Regions from separate parts of the Sus scrofa genome. Here all the other regions are linked to region 2. A link is a contact called in public targeted proximity ligation data. All regions are on one chromosome and are shown on one strand. The core of a region is the stretch at or near the end of the contact, and the rest is flanking DNA. Distances in the headings are between cores, read along the strand shown.

Region 1 (2,700 bases), core at 58-2,557, 230 kb after region 2:
TGTTTACCCAAAAATGGAGTTCAACAGGATCTGGGATTAGAGGTAATGGCTAAAAGACATCAAGTTTAAGGATAAAACTAGAAAGATAAAGAAAATTTCCTCCGTGCCCAGACCTTTTACTTTTGTGTCATTGAAGTCTCAGGAACAAGAACCTAATGATTCTATAAAGACAGTCTGCTGATGGGGTGTTATAAAATCCAGCTAGAATGGTGAACATGGACACTGCCCCTGGACCTATTGGCATTAACCTTCTTCTCTTGGGGGAAACTGACTGTAGTGAATTGCTGAGGGTTAAAAGTCAGGAGAAATTACTCATTGAAAAGATGCCTGGCCCAGTCTGCCAAAATGGAGACCATGCTTCTTGCTTTTGTAGGAAAACACTGGGCATTCACCTTGGGGCATCTTGTCAAGGTCATCTTCAGGAAACATTCCGTGAATGTATTTTTCATGGAAGAGTAGCACCCAAATGGTTTGAGAGCAGTTGAGGCAACTGAGCAAGGCCCTGAAAGTTAGAACCAACCAGGTGAGTGGGACACAGGGAGAAGTTGATGGGATTCCACACCACTCTGAGCTGTGGAAGAGCTCTGGATGGAGCTGGATGTGCCCACATGCCTGCAGGCGGCAGGTACCTCATGGATAACCACTCTGCAACTCTCTAGGGTGCTGAGTGTGTTCAATTTGCAGTGATCTAGAAACCTGCATTTGAGCCAACACATTGTATTCCACAAAAGCACTGATTTCTACATTTTTTTCTGTCATTTCTTTTAATTTACACTTTTGAAAAAAAAAAAAAAAAACCTAATCTTGTTGCTGAACAACTAAGAGAAGAGATTTTCCCACATTTTGATCTGGATAGACAGGCGATTACTGTCATTCACAACATCAATGACTAGAGAGTAGTTGCACAACTCAGGGAAACAGGAGAGCTGGAGAGGAAAGGAGCCAGTCTACCTTAGGGCATTGACCCCAGCCGAGGTGGAGAGGGCAAACTCACCCTAAGGCAAACAGGGTGAATATTGGTGTCAGCACTAGGAAGAGAGTCCCCTCTCCTACCAAAGGTTTAGGGAATAATCTGACATCATCTCCAATTAAGACATTCAAGTTTAAAATGTTTAAACTTTAGAGTCTAAAAATTGCAATGAAATATCCAATAATGAAAGACATTGTCAAAGAAGGCCGAGCATTTATATCCTTGGCTTTGTGATCCTAAGTGCACATTTCGAAACTAATGAGCTGTAGGCTAGGCAGTCTGTGAGTCATTTTTCTTCTCCTATTAACATCAACTGTGAAATCTAAAGTGAATGATGACATTCCAGAAACAATTGCATATGATCTTTCTTCAGCAGGTCTGGGCAATGTGGAGCAGTTGTCACAAGGGAATACATCATCTCACACTGTTTTAATGATGATGGCTCCACTGGGAAGAAACAAAGAGGGAAATGAGTTTGGTGTCTGGGCTGTGTTTCAAGTCAAAGCGAAGATAAAAAGCAAATACTTTTTTGAGGTTAATGTAGGGGATTGTTAGTAATAGATGAGGAGTTATGTTTCAGGGATGTCTTAAAACAAACACCAGTAATCTTGAAAAGCAAGATTATCTTCATTCATTCATCTTTAGGTATACAAAATAATTTACATTCTGATCAAAAGTATGAAAAAAAAAGGAGTTCTCTTCGTGGCTCAGCAGGTTATGAACCCAACTAGACTAGTATCCATGAGGATGCAGGTTTGATCCCTGGCCTTGCTCAGTGGGTTAAAGGATCTGGTGTTGTCATGAGCTGTGGTGTCGGTTGCAGACATGGCTCAGATCTGGCCTTGTATTGGCTGTGGTGTGGGCCAGCGCTACAGCTCTGATTTGACCCCCAGCCTGGGAACTTCCACTGTTGCAGGTACAGCCCTAAAAAAGCAAAAAGAAGAGAGAGAGAAAGAAAGAAAGAAAGAAAGATGGGAGGGAGGGAGGGAAGGAAGGAAGGAAAAGGAAGAAAGAGAAAGAAAACAATCATATTAAAAAGACTGGAGTTAAATGCACTAAGTTACCACCTTATGCCAGCCAGAATGGCCATCATCAAAAAGTCTACAAACAGGAGTTCCCGTCGTGGTGCAGTGGTTAACCAATCTGACTAAGAACCATGAGGTTGCGGGTTTGATCCCTGGCCTTGCTCAGTGGGTTAAGGATCCGGCGTTGCCATGAGCTGTGGTGTAGGTCGCAGAAGCGGCTCGGATCCTGTGTTGCTGTGGCTCTGGTGTAGGCCAGCAATTACAGCTCCGATTCGACCCCTAGCCTGGGAACCTTCATATGCTGCGGAAGCGGCCCAAGAAATGGCAAAAAGACAAAAAAAAAAAAAAAAAAAAAAAAAAAGTCTACAAACAATAAATGCTGGAGAGGATGGAGAAAAGGGAATCCTCTTACAGTGTTGGTGGCAATATAAATTGTTGCAACTATTATAGAAAACAGTATGGAGATTCATAAAAAAACTAAAAATAGAACTACCATTTGATCCAACAATCCCACTCCTGGACATCTATCCAGAGAAAACCATGACTTGAAAAGATACATGTACTCCAATATTCACTGCAGCACTATACACAATAGCCAAGACATGGAAGCAAACTAAATGTCCATCAAGAGAGGAGTGGATCAAGAAGATGTGGTACACATACACAATGGAATATTACTTAGCCATAAAAAAAGAATGAAATAAT
Region 2 (2,700 bases), core at 102-2,601:
CAGTTTTCAGAGCTTTTTGGATTTAGATTTATAGATTAGAGATTAGAGAGCTATAATAACCCCCCATTTCCCCAGTTATTATGACCAGCATTCAATAATTCATTTATTCAACAAATTATTTTTTTAAGGCTTTTGTATTTTCCAGGTAGTGTTTTGAATGTCTGGGAATGCATTCAAAGTGACAATATTCATATAGTTTTAAGTAGTAAAACTACTTTAAAAATATAGCTAGGTAAATTTGAATGTTAATTTTCTACCAATATAGCAAATATTACTAACAGCAATTTAACAACAGAAGCAACAAAAAAACTGCAATAAGCCAGCACAAAGCATCTTTGGTGTGTGGACTAACTTAGAAGACATTCTGAGATCTATGAAGCATTTGACAACATCGATCCTGTTCTAAAGAGTTTTTAAAAAGCTTGAGTACATTATTCAATATCTCACAGTATATCAGTTTGATTATGTGCATAGGCCCAGCACAGAAGTGGCTGAATTGTTGATGTTCCATTTCCATTTTGACTTTAGTTATTAAAGTGTGATTCCATATGAGTAATCACGCTTAAAATTTTTTTTAAAAAGTAAAATGTAATATAAAAGAACTGTAAACTTTCAACTTCTTCAAATTTATGAAACACCGTTCAAGACTGCTGCTTTCTTGAATATGTTCTTCTTGTAAGGTATTAATCTTTTCTTCTCCTGGAGTACGCTGTAGCTTAGAAATTTTATCACCAGAGGCACTAGACTCTTAAAACCAAGTTCTTCATAAGAGGGTAATGAGGTGCTAGAATTTACTATCAGCTTCCCTAAAAATCCTTTAACATGATCCTGTCTGGACCCATTCAGCAATTCCTGATACTCACAGTTGCTTTTGATAATTAAGGGAGCAAGAGTATCTTTTGACTAATTCCTGCTCCAAATGAGTTTCAACTCTGTTCTTGCATAGTGCCAGATACTAAAGTAAGAACTTTGTAGGCAGGATTTCATTTAGTCCTAAAAAATGATGTAGATACAAATATTATTTCTTTTTTACAATTCAAGAAACAGAGGTTTTAAAAGCAATCTGAGGGGTACACTCGATCTGCATCTGTAGAGCCAGGCCAGTGTGGGAGTTTACCCCCTGCTGTCCAGGGAGGTAAAGGACCAATGATTGACAGATGCAGACTGAATGCTCAGGCCCCTTGCATCTGGATAGGATAAGTCTGAGATGTAACTGACACTCTGGAGGTGTCCTGTGGATCAGGTTGAGCCAGCTTTCTGTAGAACTGCCTGAGATCATCCCCAGCCCTGGTTTCCTCCCTCCTGCTCCTGATTCCCCTCTCTCGCCCTCCATATCTGTCCTGACTTCCTTTAGCCAATGACTTGCACAAAAATTCTTGCCTCAGGGTTTGCTTCTGCTTCTGGAGAATTCTGAACAGCCCTGCTGAACTCTGGGGAATTTCTGACCCATGGAAACCGCAAAAGACAATGATAGTTGTTAATGGTTGTTGTTTAAACTGTGATTTGGGAGGCTGCCATAAAAGGATACAGCAAAGCTACAGAATTTGTAGCTCTTCCTCAGCGGGATCTGTGGCTCAATCCATCTGCATCAGACAGACAGATATTCCAGATATGGCGTTTCCTAACTTGCTGTAAGGCAAGAGCTAACACTGTTATCTAAGGGCCCCAGAGTGTCCAATGTGTTGAAACATCACTTTGAATCCAGGGACCTACTCTATGATAACTGAGATGTGACAAAGTGTACGTGACATGGAATCCACTGGTCCTATCATGAGTCACTACACTTGGAAGATTCTAGTCTGACAGACCATGGAACAGTCCCTTGAAGGCAAAGCCAAGGTGAGGTATGGTCCTTCAGGAGATATTGTATAGTCTAGAACAATTACATAGTCTAGAGCCATTACATACCACTGGGTACCCAATAGGAGGAACATAGAGGTCCCAGGAACAGAGACAAGAATAAGAGTGGCCCTGCTTACCATAACTCAAAGCAACCTTTGAATGTGTTTATACAGTTTCTTTTTCCTTTGGATGTGTTCGTATAGTTTCTTTTTTCTCCCACAGCTTCCAACAACCACAGCTATGGCTCTTCATGGGCAGATGGTTCTCGGATTACTAGACTTTTAACTTGCCAGTGAGCATGGCTGGAGAGGCCCGTCTCTGCCCACAGTGCTGCTGGTAGGGCTGTGGGTCATAGAAGCCCAGCTGCCTTGCTCTGAAGATATACCTGCCCTCTGAATATACCTGCAGAACCAGAATGAACCTGAGGGCTCATCCTCTCCTTTCTTCTGCTTCAGTGGAATCTGCCTTACTGCACTTTCCAGGATCACAAACAAAATAAATGGTGGGATCAGGATCTAGTTTTGCCGTATTGAGCAGATAAAAACACAAGGTGCCCAGTAGATTTGAATCCCTGGCCTTGCTCAGTGGGTTAAAGATCTGGTGTTGCTGCAAGCTGTGGCATAGGTCTCCAATCTGGTGTGGCTGTGGCTGTGGTGTGGGCTGGCAGCTGCAGCTCTGATTAGACCCCTAGCCTGGAAACTTCCATATGCCACAGGTGTGGACTTAAAAATATAATTATTGTGCCTGCAAATAAGTATGTGGGATTTTTTTTTTCTTTCACCCTTGAGAATAGTGATTTATCTCCAGAGCATCTCCAGAAATCACTGATTGGGTACACAATGGGGAAAAACATGTCAA
Region 3 (2,700 bases), core at 170-2,669, 190 kb after region 2:
AAAAAAAAAACTTTATATTCAGCAGCATTGTTCTTCTAGGGAATTTCTAGAATTCACCATCCTGAAACAGTATTGGAAACAAAAGTTTGTTAGTGGATGAGTCCATCAAGCAGTAGCAAATATATAGAAAGTCAAAAGATAAGAATGGCCAAGATAGCATAAGACACTGAACTCACTTCCTCCCACAAGAACAACAAAATTCCAACTCTTTGCAGAGCAACTAACAGTGAGTACAACCTGAAGACTAGCAGAAAAGATCTACAACTAAACAAACAAGGAACCAGTGCTAGTCCAGGGACCTCTGGGGCCACACAACCAGTTGTTGGCCCTGCCCACCAGCTGGTAAATGTGAACCCCAGCACCCAGTCTCACCCACTAGTGGACCCCCTGGGCCCTGGACCCACCTGCCATTGTGCTGATACTAGCCCTGGACCAATCATGGCTCTACACTAAACCATATTAGGACTAGGTCCTCTCATAAGAAAGTTGGAACAGCACCAGGACCCCCTCCCACCAATGGGCCAATACCTACTCCAGGACCTCAGAGGCCCACAGCCAGAGATCCAAGGACCTAAACTTCCTCTCACCAGGCCAACAATAGCCCTTGGACCACCTTGGCACTGCAATCAACAGTATCAAGACCTGGCCCACCCACCAGCATGCCTGCATCACCTAGAGATGGGCCCCAACCAACCCACCAGCAGGCCAAAACCAGCTCCAAAAGAACTCAGACTGCCCAGCAAGCTGCCATGGGATCTGACTCCATAAACCAATGGATCAGCACTCTCCCTGGGACAACAGTTTCCATAGCTGGCCAACTCATGACCCAGCCTGGTCCACCAGTAAGTCAGCATCAGGAATGGGATTCCCCACAGCCAGGACCTAGTCCCTCCTACCAGCATACTGCCTATGTTTTATTCTGGATGTTTTATGGTTTCAGATCTTACATTTAAGCTTTAATTCATTTTGAACTTATTTTTGGATACGGGGTGAGAAAGTAGTCCAGTTTGATTCTTTTGCTTGTCACTGTCCAGTTTTCCCAGGACCACATGTTGAAGAGGCTAACTACTCCCTATTGTATATTTTTGCCTCCTTTGTCTTTGACATCAGTTTTAGAAATATTTGTTTGGATGTCTCCTCAGGCAAGGGAACCAAAAAGCAAAACTAAACAAATGGAATTACATCAAACTAAAAATCTTTTCCAAAGCAAAGGAAACTATCAATCGATCCAAAAGGTAGTCTATTGAATTGGAGAAGATGTTTGTTGTCAATTTATCCAATAAAGAATTTATATACAAAATATACAAAGAACTCATACAATTCAACATCAGAAAAATGCACAGCCCAATTAAAAAGGGGAAAGAGGATCTGAATAGACATTTCTCCAAAGAATACATACAGATGACCAACAACCATGTGAAAATATGCTCAGTGCCACTAGTCATCAGGGAAGTGCAAATCAAAACCACAACGGATGTCACCTCACACCAATCAGAATGGCCATCATCAAAAGTCTACAAACAATAAATGCTGGAGAGGGTGTAGAAAAAAGGCAACTCTCCCACATTGTTGGTGGGATTGTATAATAGCACAACCACTACAAAGAATAGTATGGAGATTCTTTAAAATAACAAAAAATAGAGCTACCATATGATCCAGCAATACCACTTCTGGACATATATCCAAAGAAAACTCTAATTCAAAAATATGCATGGACCTCAATATTCATTGCAGGGCTATTTACAACAGCCAAGACATGGAAGCAACCTAAATGTCCATTGATAGATGAATGGATAAAGATGTGGTACATCATGCAATGGAGCATTGTTCAGCCATAAAAAGAATGAAATATTACCATTTGCAGCAACATGGATGTAATTAGAGATTATCATACTAAATGGAATAAGTCAGAGGAAGAAAAGTATCATATCACTTATATGTGGAATCTTATAAAAAATTACACAAATGAGGAGTTATCATTGTGGCTCAGCAGGTTACGAAACCCAACAAGTATCCATGAGGATGTGGGTTCCATCCATCCCTGGCCTCACTCAGTGGGTTAAGGATACAGTGTAGCTGTGAGCTGTAGTGTAGGTCTCAGTCATGGTTGGGATCTGGTGTAGGCTGGTGACTACAGCTCTGATTCAATCCCTAGCCTAGGAACTTCCATATGCCATACCTGCTACCCTAGGAAGACAAAAAGGAAAAGAAAAAAAAAAAGAAAGAAAAAAGATACAAATGAATTTACAAAACAGAAACAGACTCATTAACATAGAAAGCAAACTATGTTACCAAAGGGAAAATGTGGGGGAAGGATAAATTAGGAGTTTGGGATTAACAGATACACACTACTATATGTAAAATACATAACCAACAAGAACCTACTGTATAGCACAAGGAACTCTACTCAATATTCTATAATAACCCAACTGGGAAAAGAAGCTGCAAAAGAATGGATATATGTATAACTGAATCACTTTTCTCTAAACCTGAAACTAACACAATACTGTAAATCAAGTACACTTCTATTAAATTAAAAAATAAATGTAACACAGGAAAATAACCAAGTAAACAAATAAAAATAAAGGAAAAAAGGAGAGAAAATACAGCAAATAAGAGATTGGGGCAAGAATATAGAGAAAAGGGAAGCCCCATGCACTGTTGGTGGGAATATAAATTGGTGCAGCCACTATGGAAAGC

The links.
Region 1: a contact with region 2 is called in a targeted proximity ligation map of alveolar macrophages. A contact is called at or near these places in 1 of 47 Hi-C or Micro-C datasets (embryonic fibroblasts) and 1 of 2 datasets of targeted methods (alveolar macrophages).
Region 3: a contact with region 2 is called in a targeted proximity ligation map of alveolar macrophages. A contact is called at or near these places in 5 of 47 Hi-C or Micro-C datasets (embryonic fibroblasts, mesenteric adipose tissue, retroperitoneal adipose tissue and 1 more) and 1 of 2 datasets of targeted methods (alveolar macrophages).

What each region holds. Positions count from the first base shown.
Region 1 is chr4:55,029,973-55,032,672 of Sscrofa11.1, reverse strand. No RefSeq gene overlaps it. Among named protein-coding and RNA genes, the nearest start is that of FABP4, 65 kb to the left of the region's middle.
Region 2 is chr4:55,258,967-55,261,666 of Sscrofa11.1, reverse strand. No RefSeq gene overlaps it. Among named protein-coding and RNA genes, the nearest start is that of FABP5, 22 kb to the left of the region's middle.
Region 3 is chr4:55,069,575-55,072,274 of Sscrofa11.1, reverse strand. No RefSeq gene overlaps it. Among named protein-coding and RNA genes, the nearest start is that of FABP4, 25 kb to the left of the region's middle.